Linked DNA regions of Ovis aries: region 2 is linked to region 1. The links are chromatin contacts, called in public Hi-C maps. All regions are on one chromosome and are shown on one strand. Each heading gives the region's core, a stretch centred on a gene start, on an enhancer-like site or on the middle of the called end of the contact. The rest is flanking DNA. Distances are from core to core; before and after follow the strand shown.

Evidence for each region. Hi-C and Micro-C count contacts between places; a contact is called where the count stands out from the background.
Region 2: a contact with region 1 is called in a Hi-C map of liver, with 1.9 times the contacts expected there. The contact joins the promoter of FOXK2 here to the promoter of TBCD in region 1. A contact is called at or near these places in 2 of 16 Hi-C or Micro-C datasets (hypothalamus and liver).

Annotation. Positions count from the first base shown.
Region 1 is chr11:49,601,644-49,607,486 of ARS-UI_Ramb_v3.0, forward strand. It overlaps TBCD (tubulin folding cofactor D), which reads right to left and starts at 2,567. Exons shown (of 39, transcript XM_027974323.2): 1 at 2,235-2,567; 2 at 1,006-1,056. The coding sequence starts at 2,442. It overlaps FN3K (fructosamine 3 kinase), which reads right to left. Exons shown (of 6, transcript XM_004013041.5): 5 at 4,767-4,889; 6 at 3,462-3,905. The coding sequence ends at 3,567.
Region 2 is chr11:49,767,010-49,772,852 of ARS-UI_Ramb_v3.0, forward strand. It overlaps FOXK2 (forkhead box K2), which reads right to left and starts at 2,834. Exons shown (of 9, transcript XM_015098889.4): 1 at 2,289-2,834. The coding sequence starts at 2,701.

The DNA of each region.
Region 1 (5,843 bases), core at 1,317-3,816:
TCCGCTCATGGGATTTTCCAGGCAAGAATACTGGAGTGGGGTGCCATTGCCTTCTCCATATATATGCTACCATGCGTAAAATAGACAGCTAGGGGCATGCTGTGTAATACAGGGAACCCAGCCCGGCACTCTGTGATGACCTAGAGAGGTGGGATGGGGGAGGCAAGGTGAGACAGAGGCTCAAGAGGAAAGGGATAGATGCATACACTTATGGCTAATTCATGTTGGTGTACAGCAGAAACAAATACAGCTTTATAAAGCAATTATCCTCCATTCTTAAAAAAATTTAATAAAAACACTTAAGAAAACAAACAAACAAAAAAGGCCAAGAGTGAGTCATACCCTCCTAAAATACCAAGCTCCAGAAACTTTCCAAGGCAAAAAGGCTCCTGAGAAAGAAACTCAGACATGCACTTGGCATAACTGGATGAGAGACTATGGACCCATGCCCTCCATCCCCACGCAGCATGAAATGCATTTATTCTGCCCAAGACAGTGCAGAGTTCAGAATGCTGACCTTCCACAAAACCTGCTGGTTACTTAGAAAAATCAACACACACAGCACCAGCCCACTTTTTAAAAGGCACCTGTGTGCACGCTGAGGCTAACTATTGGTGCCTCTCTGGTGATCTGAGATCTCCACAGCCCGGCGGGCAGGCAGCACTGATGATCCCACATCACAGGTGAGGAAACTCAGGCATAGAGCAGCTCAGCGGCAGAGCTGGGATATAAATCCAGGCAGTCCAGCCCCAGGGCTGGTGACCCTAACCACCACCCCGTGTTTCCCTCAACGTAAGTTACTATCACTACCTTCCTCCTTCCCAAGTTCACTTCCAGGAGGAGGTGTTACTACTGTTGGCCCCACTAACAAGAACAGCCTGGGCAGTTTATCCTGATAGTCTCAGCTGGTGTGCAGGCACGTGCGTGCGCATGCACACACACACACACGTTCCAAGGCCTTTATGATTATCTGTAAATGATCAAAACCTCAGCTTCTGTTCTTACCTAGGTGTGGGTCCAACAGGTGAGGCTGCTCCTGATATTTGTCCATTATTACTAAAAAGAAAAACGTGAGACTTAACATGAACCCTGGAAACCCTTGAGTTTTCCCATGCGGACTTCCCAGGCAGCTCCCAAGAGCACAGGCCAGCTGGAGTGAGCCCCCCAGCCACGCGTCTCCTCAGGGCCACACTACCCCAGCCTCTGCTCTCTGTGTGCTCAATCCACCTTCCTCTCAGATCCTCACTTCTTCCTTCCTTCACTGCCTGCTGAGAGCCAAGCTGAGTTCTCCCCTTCATTAGGACAAACACCTTCCATGCTCCCTCTGCCACACACATCAAGCCATGTGCCCTTCTAACCCCCTCATACTATGGCTTTCTTTATCCCAGGCAGCCTGGTTTCTACTCCTACCAGCAGCTAGAACCGTTCCTATCAGATCCCACGCCCACCTGGCCTATGGCAGTTCTCACGAGCCACACACCTCCACGTCTGACCACTTCCCATGAAAGGGAAAGCCGGCTTTCATTGCTCCCTGGATTTTCACCTCACCCTCAGGACAGTTCTGTGCCCGAGGTATTTTCAGTGCTAACCCAAGCAGACAGCCAGAGAAACGGGCACAATCAAGCAACTAGCCCAAGTGGCAGAGCAGGATTCGAACCCAAGGAGGAGTTGCTCAAGTGAGTGCCCTTCCTGAAGTTAAGAACTGTTATCACAAGTCCACCAAGGCAAAATCATGTAGAAATTTCTATAGCTACAAAGGTCCCCAAGGACGGTTTTACTGAATCACAAAACCCTACATAGTTATCTAACCACGGGATCTTAAGGAATCGTTTGTAAGTTATCCGTTATAGACAACGGCAAGGGTCTGACTAAGCATCTTGCGCTGCCCGGAGCAGCGCTACCGCACTGGGCTGCATGCATGGTCTTGGCAGAGCCACGGGCGCTGAGGAGAAGGCTCTGGGTGGGGGCCCCCGCCCGTTCCTGCCTGTTGGGCCTCTCCTGCACCCACTGCCCCGTTCACACAGCTGTCTTGGAGCAAGTGCGCTTTGCGGTGGTCCCAGGACAGGGTGGGGACAAGGACTGGGAAATGACCCACCCAGGGGAGCTCCACCATCCCTCCTCGTGACGGTGGAGGCCCACTGCCCTCCCTCTCTTAGGCACGCCCGTGTCTGGGGCCGCAGGAAAGGAGACTTGCACACCCTGCACGGTGTTCCCCTCCTCCGACCCGTGCGCACCCCGAAATCGCTCCAGGGCGCCCTCCCGGGCCGAGCGGTCAGCTAGCACCAACGGCAGGCGGCCGAGCAGCTCCCGCGTCTCCGCGCTCTCGCCGAATGACTCGAGGGCGGCGCCGCAGGCCAGAGCCGCGTCCTCCGCGGCATCCTCCACCGGGTCCTCCGCAGGGTCCTCCGCGGCGCCCGCGGCCGGCTCCTCGCTCAGGGCCATCTTCGGCAGCCGGACTACGCCCTCGCGCGAGGTGCGTGCAGTGGGACTCGGGGCGTGGGACACTGGGCACGCGGCGCTGGGCACGGGACGCTCAAGACGCCGGAGGCTGAGAAGGCGGCAATAACGCCAGCCCCGCCCCCAGGAACTCCGACCTTGCACGCCAGCCCCCGCTACGGAACGCGCCGGCCACCAAAAGAGTGCGCGCGGAGGCCGTGGCGAGCCCGGGTGGGGCAGGGCCCAGGGGACAGGGGCGGGGCGGGGGCGGAGCACAAGACTCCGGGCCGGCCGCGCCTCCTTCCCCGCGCATGCGCGCTGTTTCCCGGTGACCGCGGACAGGTGTCGGGAATTTTTCTACAATACAAAGCAGCCCACAGGTGCGCAGGCTGCAGTGGAAGATAGGTACTTAACAGAGAAGGGTTGACGGGGCGCTCGTAACGCCCCGAAATAATTGGTGATGTGGGCGACTTGGTCTTCAGAGACCCACACTTGGGTGGCTGCGGGGCCAGCAGCCCCGCCCCTCCACGGTGACACCCCGCTCACCCTGGACACCCCGTGCACCTACCAGGGCACACCCGCTACCCAAGACTGCCGCCCGCCCCCCTCTTGTCGACCAAAACTACCAACTGCAAAATGGAGCACGGGAGAGGGGCAGTGGCTCCAGCACTTGAAGGGTAAGGGGGCTTTCTCCCACCCGGCCACCTCAGTAAGGGTGGACTTGAACACAGCCTCAGAGCCACTGCTCAAGAGCTGGGCCCATTCCATGGTCCCCAACTCTACCTAAGCCAGAAACAGGAGCCCTGAGTCCACGGCGGGGACTGTGACACCAACTTCTACCGAACCAAACCCCAGATCTGTGTGAATTTCTATACAATTGTCATGAAAGTATCCAAACTCCATGTTCCCCCTAGATTGGACTAGGTGATGAGCCTGGCAGAGAACTTGCAGGTGGTCTGGGCCCCCAGTAAACTAACCCAGCTGCATGGAGGACAGAAACGCAGGTGAAACTAAGACACACACAGTTCCATCCCTGACACCCCCATGGGCTTTATTTGTCCCTGAAACTGCCTTGGTGCAGCCACCCTGGTCCCTTGGCAAGCAGCTGGGCAGGGAACACAGGCAGGCTGCTATTTGAGAAGCTTCCTCATGGTGCCCAGGGATGGGCTCCTGTACTGCCTACCGAAGTGGTTCCAGTGGTTCAGGTAGTTAAAGAGCTGATAGAGCAGCAGCCGCCTGTCAAACCCTGGAGCCTTGGGGACCTTCTGGTGGTAGGCGGTGAAGAAGGGCCTGGGAAACCCCCCGAACATCAAGGCAATTGCCAGTTCAAACTCAGAATGGCCATAGAAGGAGGCTGGGTCATAAATAATGGGCCCGCTGTCATCCTCTGCCACATTTCCCGACCATAGATCCCCGTGAAGAAGGGCAGGGACAATCTCCAGGCCACAAAACAAATCCGGAATCTTCACCTAAGAAAATAATTATGGTACATAGAGTTATCACAGGCCTGGGAGCCACAGTCTCCTCATCCAATACTTGGAAATAAGGTAAAGAGGACCTTGTGTTTACTCAGGGTCCAACCACCACTGCCTACTAAGCCCAGAGATAAAGATCCTCTGACTCCAGGGGAATGTAATTTTGTCTTGGTATTTACTGTTAATTTAGGTCTAAAAGCTCTGCAACATTAGTGATTGTCATACAGTAGAGAACCTCGGAGGTTATGGTTTTACCATTGTGTAGAATATGAATCTGAGTGAAGTTTTTTTGTATGTAACTTAGCAAACTGTCTCTGCTATTCTTTTATTTCATAGCACATACATATCTGCACCTCTTTTGTAGCCTGATTATTTCAGTAAGGAGTTCAATAAAATTTCTTTTATGCGTGCTCATGAGGGACTGATATGCGAGTTCTGTTTTTAACATCTTGAGAGTTCTGTTTTGAAGCCAGTCACTCTGGGGCACCTGCTGTTCACACCTGCTCTAAAAGGTAAGACATTTGTGCCTTGGTGGAAAGAACAGCATAAGAGTAGGCAAGAAAGTAGTAGTAAGTGCCACCAATCACAAGTCAAACACCTACATTTCACGTGAGCAAAGTTTGAGGTTAAGTATCTGATGACCCAGGAAGTGAGAGGTGCTCTCAGGGGCCACCCCCTTCTCAGTTTCTGCATCGAACCAATAGTCAGGACACTTATGTGTCCATGATTTGCCCAGCCCTGCTCCAGGTTCAGCGGTCCCCTCTCTGGCTCTGTTCTAGCAGAGGGCCCCACACAAATGTGTGGAAGGCTCGTAAGAGGACAGCCCTTCTCCCAGAGGATAACTGCTGTGCCCACCTGTAGCTGTGACCAGAGTTCTCGTGCCTCTCGGTCAGCATAATCCTTCTCAATGAGGTCCAGCTGTGCTTGGAGCCGGTGCCGGGTGAAGAAGGTTGGCCAGTCGTCCTGCCACTCGTTGACCTGAGTGACAAGGGAAAGTAAGGGGCTGGTGCTGCAGCTGGTGGTCACAGGACAGAGTTATGCGTGGAAACTGCCTAAACCCTAGAGCAAACACTAAAAGAGCACAGCAAATGTTATCATTGGCCAACAGGGGAGACAAGATGAAAGCATTAAAAAAGGGTTAATTCAGAAGAGCGTAAAGGGGGAACAAAGAACAGATAAGACAAATTAAAAAAAAGAATGACAAGACGACAGATCCAAACCTAACCATATCAATAACTACATTAAACATGAATGGTCTATGTGAATGTGAACGTGAAGTCGCTCAGTCGTGTCTGACTTTTTGTGACCCCGTGGACTGTAGCCCCCCAGGCTCCTGCGTCCATGGGATTCTCCAGGCAAGAATACTGGAGTGGGTTGCCATTTCCTTCTCCAGGGGATCTTCCCAACCCAGGGATCGAACCCAGGTCTCCCCAGTTAAATGACAGATCAACAGGTTGAAAAAATAAAGCAAGACCCAGTTATAAGCTGTGAATAAGATATGCACTTTATACATAAAAACAGAAACAGGTTAAAAGGATAGAAAAGATAAATTGTGCTAAAAGAAAGCTGGAGTGGCTATATTAATATCAAAGTAGATTTCAGAGCAAAGACACTGACTATAAAGTCATTTCACAATGGAAAGAGAGTCAACTAATGAGGAAGATACAATAATCCTAAACATTTATGTCCCTAATATACAGCAAATAAGCACCTGAATAGATGCTCCACATCCTTAGTCATTAGAGAAAATAGAACTTCACTGAGATACCACTTCACAATCACTAGGATGGCTACAATTATAGACAAAGGAAATACCAAGTGTCTGAGGGTGCAGAGGGCCTGGAACTCTCTACACTAGGGGTGCGAATGTAAAATGATAGAACCACTTTGGAATATATTTTGACAGTTTCGTAAAAAGTTAAATATGGGGCT
Region 2 (5,843 bases), core at 1,584-4,083, 170 kb after region 1:
AGTAAGCAAGTCTGAAATAAGCAGTAAGAATATTTCAACCTCTGGGGACTTCCCTAGTGATTCAGTGGTTAAGACTCCAAATTTCCACTGCAGGGGGTACGGGTTCGACCCCTGGTCAGGGGAAACTAAGATCACTGCATACCTAGTCACTCTAAGTTACAGGTGCTTTCAAATGAATACAATTTGATTTTTCAATGTTAAAAAGAACTTAGAACATAAAACTGAGTTTAACTGAAAAAAAAATTTTTTTTTAACAGTTTGTCTGCATTTGGCTAGCACCAATCATCTTCACAGTTTCTTCCATTAACCTGTACCTGTTATCCCTCACACTAACAATTCAGAAATAAAGTGAAGTGAAAGTCGCTCAGTCGTGTCTGACTCTTTGTGACCCCATGGACTGTATAGTCCATGGAATTCTCCAGGCCAGAATACTGGAGTGGGTAGCCTTTCCCTTCTCCAGGGGATTTTCCAACCCAGGAATCAAACCCAGGTCTCCCTCATTGCAGGCGGATTTTTTACCAACTGAACTATGAGGGAAGCCCCAACAATTTAGAAATAATGTCTTACAAAAAGGGAGGTACTGCAAAATCCTAACAGCTATCTACTCATCTCACACTATAAAAATGCCAAAACCCCTTTCATGAAAAAACCCACTCCCCTCTGTCAGTATGGGCACAGGTTCCCAGGGCCATAAGAAGTCCAGGGCGTGTAGCAGCCTGGGTGGCCCAAGGACTCTTCCCTGTGCAAGAGCAGGAGATGAAGGCCAGAGGCCTGGCCTCTACTCCACTGCCTTTCTTAATCATCTCATTTAAAGGCTCACTCCACCCCTCAAAAGTCTGAATTCTGCCTCCTCACAGAAAGTCCTTGTATTGCATGTTTGGTATGTCAACACAAGTAAATGGTTCTGGTTGAATGGCAAAAATACAATTTTCTTTAAAAATCTCAAACTTCTCAGAGTAAAATTATAATAATACTCTTTGTTATGACACCAAGTTATTTGCAAAAAACAAACTGCCTAACTAAGCAGCAGCTGTCAGATCTCTATCATTGATTTCAGGTGCTCTATAGAATAAATACACACAAACAGCATTCTGGTTTGAAAAATAACATTATTTGAAACATTCCCATCAAGGTTTAAAGAATTAGCTGGTACAGCTTTCCAGGCTAAGCAGTAACAGCACACGTGTACAAAAGTCAAGGAATAAAGAAAGCAACAAATCTTACCCCATCTCCAACAACCAAAAGCAGTCAAAAATTTCAGTTTGTGGAAGAAGGTTCTACTTATAAACAATCTCGAAGTCCCTGAAGAATAATTACCATTTCCTAGACAGCAAGTTTGTTTTTCAAGTAGACTAAAGGCTAACGTCACAGAATCAGAGAACCAAGCTAAAATGCTCTGTAGTGGGACTGATAGTTCCCCACGAAGCTCACTTAATTACATTCTATATGACCTTATAATAATCTCTAAGTAATTAAATGATTTTCCAAAAAGTTATGTTGAAAGTACCTAGTTTTCCCAAAAATTTAGGGTTCAGAGCACAGATTTTAAAATTCATCATGCTTCAAGAGCTTTCACTTTCTAGGCTACAAAGATACACAATAAGAAAAATAAGTCCTTGGCAGCTTAAGAAACACAGGCTTGAAATAATACACTACTGAAAACAGGTAAAACAAAAAGTAACAGATAATCCATCATCAGTCAAAAACATACAGATTTTTGTTTTGGGCAGTTCCACCACCCAGACCAACGTTTCTAATCCACACTACCTAACATGCTAGTTATGAAAAATATTGTGCATACTCTCAGAACTGCACAGAGAACCCCAGAAAACCTCAGCCCACGTGGACAGCTGCCTGAGCCTCCAGCTTTGGGAAGGCGAGGGTGGGGGGTCCCGGGCTGGCAATGTAGTCTGCGTTTTGGTCGTGGGTACTAAGGATGAAGCCGGGACACTGGGGTCATGGAATGGGATCCTGCCAGGATGATGGAGTCAGGGTCTTAGTGTGATCATAGGGAAGAACAAGGCCAGACATCGAGATCCAGGTCCTGGTTGTGGGAGAACGGACAAGGGCTCGGGGTCGAAATGAGGTTTGGAGTCTCTGGGTTCTGACTGTGCCCTATTCGTGGCTAGGACTAGGCGAGGTTCGCTGGCGGGGGGCTGAGTCCCTCCTGGTAGTGGGTAGGGGTAGGGATCGTGGGTCAGAGCGGATTGAGAGTCGGTTGTCGGAGTCCGAGTCCCGCCGGTCAGGCCGCACCCCTGCCTGCGCCCCCAGGCCCTGGCCCCACTCACACGCGCGGCAGCTGCAGCGGCGGCGCCCCGCGCCTTTGGAACACCCCGTCCACGAACACGCCGTTCTTGCCGAGGCAGCGCAAGTAGAAGTCGCCGCCCGCGTCGGGCCCGGGCTGCGCCGACGGCTCCGGGGCCGCCCCGCCATGGCCGCCGCCGCCCGGGGGCGTGAAGATCTCGAGGTGGCGCCGCGAGATGAAGCTCGAGTGGCCCATGCTCACGTCCACCGAGCCCTGCGACGAGTTGCGCCCGATGGTCACCGAGCGCTTCTTCATCAGGTACTCGAACTCGCGGCCCTCGAGGCGCGCCACGGCCCAGCCGCCCGGCGGCGACCCGCCGCCCGCGCCCCCGCCACCCCCGGCCCCGCCGCCCGCGGGAGGCCCCCCCGCGCCCGGGAGCGCCGCGGCCGCCGCCATGGGCCTGCGAGGGCCCGGGCCGCCTTCCGCCGCCGCCACGGAGCTGAGGGCCGAGCGAGGCCGCCGGCCGGCGAGCGACGAGCGGCGGCGAGGGGCGGGACACGCGCGGCGCGCCGCGGGCCGGCGCCGGGCCGGTGACTGACGGCCGCGGCCGCCTATAGGGGCGGTGCACGGCAGTGGGGCTACCGGCAGCCGACCAATAGCGAGGCACGCCGGCAGTGCGCTTGCACGTCGGCCGCGGCGCCCGACGCAGGCGCGGCCCCGGGCGGCCTGGAAAACCCGAGATGGAGGAGGGAGGCCGCGGAGCCGACGCGCGGCACCACTGCGCGCAGTGCCGCGCGTGGGGCGGGGGCGGGAGCCGGGCTGGGGTCAAGGTCGGCGCGGGCAAGCGGCGGGGGCCTGCATGCGCCTCACCCGGCCCAGCGCTTTGCAGCTGCTGTCACGCGCGTACACTCAGGCTTGGCCGGAGCCTGCCGCGTGCTGGCAGCTGAAATCCAGGCGTTTCCACGGTTGCAGTGGCTGTGAGACCCCAGCGTGAGTGTCTGCGGGGCGGTGGGGAGGGGGAGGGGTGAGGGTCCGCAAGGGAGGAGGATGGGGAGGGTCCACGGGGGCGCGGGAAGGGGTACGGGGAGGGGTGCAAGGGCGCGGACCAGCATCCGGAATGCCAAGGGCGCGGTGGGAGCGGGAAGCCTCGAGGGCCGCAGATCGGGCTCCGCTCACAGAGCCAGGCGCTTGGGATTCTCTGTGTAACAACCTATTCTAAAGAAATGGAAATTAACGTATCCCTCTGAATGCGACATCTGCCTGTCTCATTTGCCGTAGATGTGTTTGTGGTTATAGTACAAACCCCTGGGGGTTCACACTGCTTTGCGCCATAAGTGTGGCAGAGTATCCTAGACAGAAGAAATGTAGTTTCCGTTAAAGTCTCATACTTGGGAGAGATTTTAGGTTGTGATGAGACAAGAATGGAAATAATAAGGGGGGAAACCTTTCATTCACAAACAAAGCACAATTGATCCAAAGAAAGAGCGTCCCGTCAAGTATGAAGTAACTGACCTGAGTTCAGAGTCTGTGCTGCATGCTGTTGAACTTATATAAGGCCGCTCACTAGAAACGTTCCCTTGCTTTTCATATTTTTTTTTTCATCAACACAGAGTATCCACCACATCCAGGGAGCCCAAGCCAGAAGGTATAAAGAGGGAGAGCTTGTCCCACTGCACTGATGTGTCTCAAGGATGTCCCTACTATGTAGACATAAAGCTCCTTGATGAAAAGATGGACAGTGCCCGGCAAGTGGAAATGGTAACTACCACATGGTTCTGAGAAGGAAAGCAATTACTGACACTGGCTCCAGACCAGAGGGGCTTGCACCATCCATTCCAAGTGCTCAGTGAACAGCTGCTGGGTACCAGGCACAGGACAGGCTTGCACAGAGACCAGTAAGCGGGCCCCGGCTGCCACGTTCCAGCCTGTGTGCAAGAAGGACCAAAGGGAAGCAGCACCCGACACCCACTGAGATGGAGGAGCAGCACCCAGGAGATGCCCTCAGGGTCTGGCAGCATTGCTGCTGTTTACATTGAGCCACAGAAGGAAGAGATGTGAAGGAGACATACCCGAACCAGGGCTTCCAAAGCTTTGTTCTTTCATCCAGGGACTGTGTCCTTGCAGGACACAAGTGCGGGAAGAGAGCACGACCACAGGCCCCCTGCCTGGTGAGGCTTATGGAGGAGCCACAGTGCACGCGTGAGCTCTTACAGTCACAGCCAGGGAGCAGCACAGAGGGCAGAGTGAGGGGACGAAGAGGCAGGCAGGAGGGTCAGGGGAGGAGGACACCTCCGACCCGAGGCCTGAGGGACGTGACCTCGGCAGAGATCAAGGGCAGCAGCCCAGAGGTGGGAAGAGGCCCCTGCATGAGGGGAGAGACAGCCAGGGAGCCGTTCAGAGGCTGCTGCTCCACGAGGCCACATTCTCAGTTTCCTTACCTGGAAAAGGGGCCCCACACTGGCTGCTCTCAGAAGCCTCTTCCAGCTCAAACCCTCCATTCTGAGGAGGCTCTGGGGCTACCCTTCTTGAAAACCCTCTTTTTAGAAGGAAAGATTCGAACAAAGCCTGACACTTCCAGTGTTTCTATCCGAGCTGTCCTGACGGGGGAAAGTGCTATCAGAATTGTGATTCGGTCAGTAAACCCTCCTGCAGCATTCTCTGCCTGCCAGGTACTTCTCTAAGGACCATCTCGATACCGGCTCGGGCCATCCTCACGATACACCTCTGACTGACGGAAGCTCTGACTGCCCGCATATTACTGCTAGGAGGCAGAGAGGTTGACTAACTTGCCCATGTCAGCAGAGCCAGTCTGCCCTTCATTACTTCGCTGGAGAAACAAAAACAAGGCTTCCTGTGTGCCCTTCACAGTAGAGAGGATGCATACTGACAATAAAATAATCGTGAACTTTGATACTCTTTAAGAAACAAAAATTCAGAGTAACCACCACCACTGGAACTGGTTTCTAACAGAATAATATGCACAATTCGTGATGAGAAGTCCTGTGATCTTGAGAATGTAACACCGGGTTTCATATTTTCCTACTAAAAAACCTTCAGAAGCTCATGGTTAGACACCAGAGGGAAGCCAGACCCAGCAGTCTGTTTCCTCCCTATCCAGCTCCTGCCCAACTTTCCCAGTTCTTCCCACTACTCCCAGGTGGCCTGGAGGACCTGTGCCCACCAGCCCCTTGGCACTGCCTGCACCCAGCTCTACCCTAACCGCCACTTGCCCATTGATCCCTGCATTCCACCTTTGTTCATCAGCTGCCTGTACCCGGCACCCTCCCCCCACCTATCCAGTTGCTTCTTGCAGAAAGTATTCCAGTGCTGAGGCAACTCTGCTAGGCTCTCCAGGGCCCCAGACTTCCTAACTTGCTGTGTTCTGTGACAATTAATAACATAGTGCCTCCCTTGCATCGTTACTTACTTTCTGTACTGTTACTTTTCATGAGTTTATGGTATATGCCTTGTCTCCTTGACTCTGTTACTGCAGACCTTGAGCTGTATATCTGACTCACTCCCAGTGATGGGCACTCAGCACGAAGCTGCCTCGGGAAATCAGGCCACTCCATCCATCTGACTGGGCTGCCAGGCGCCG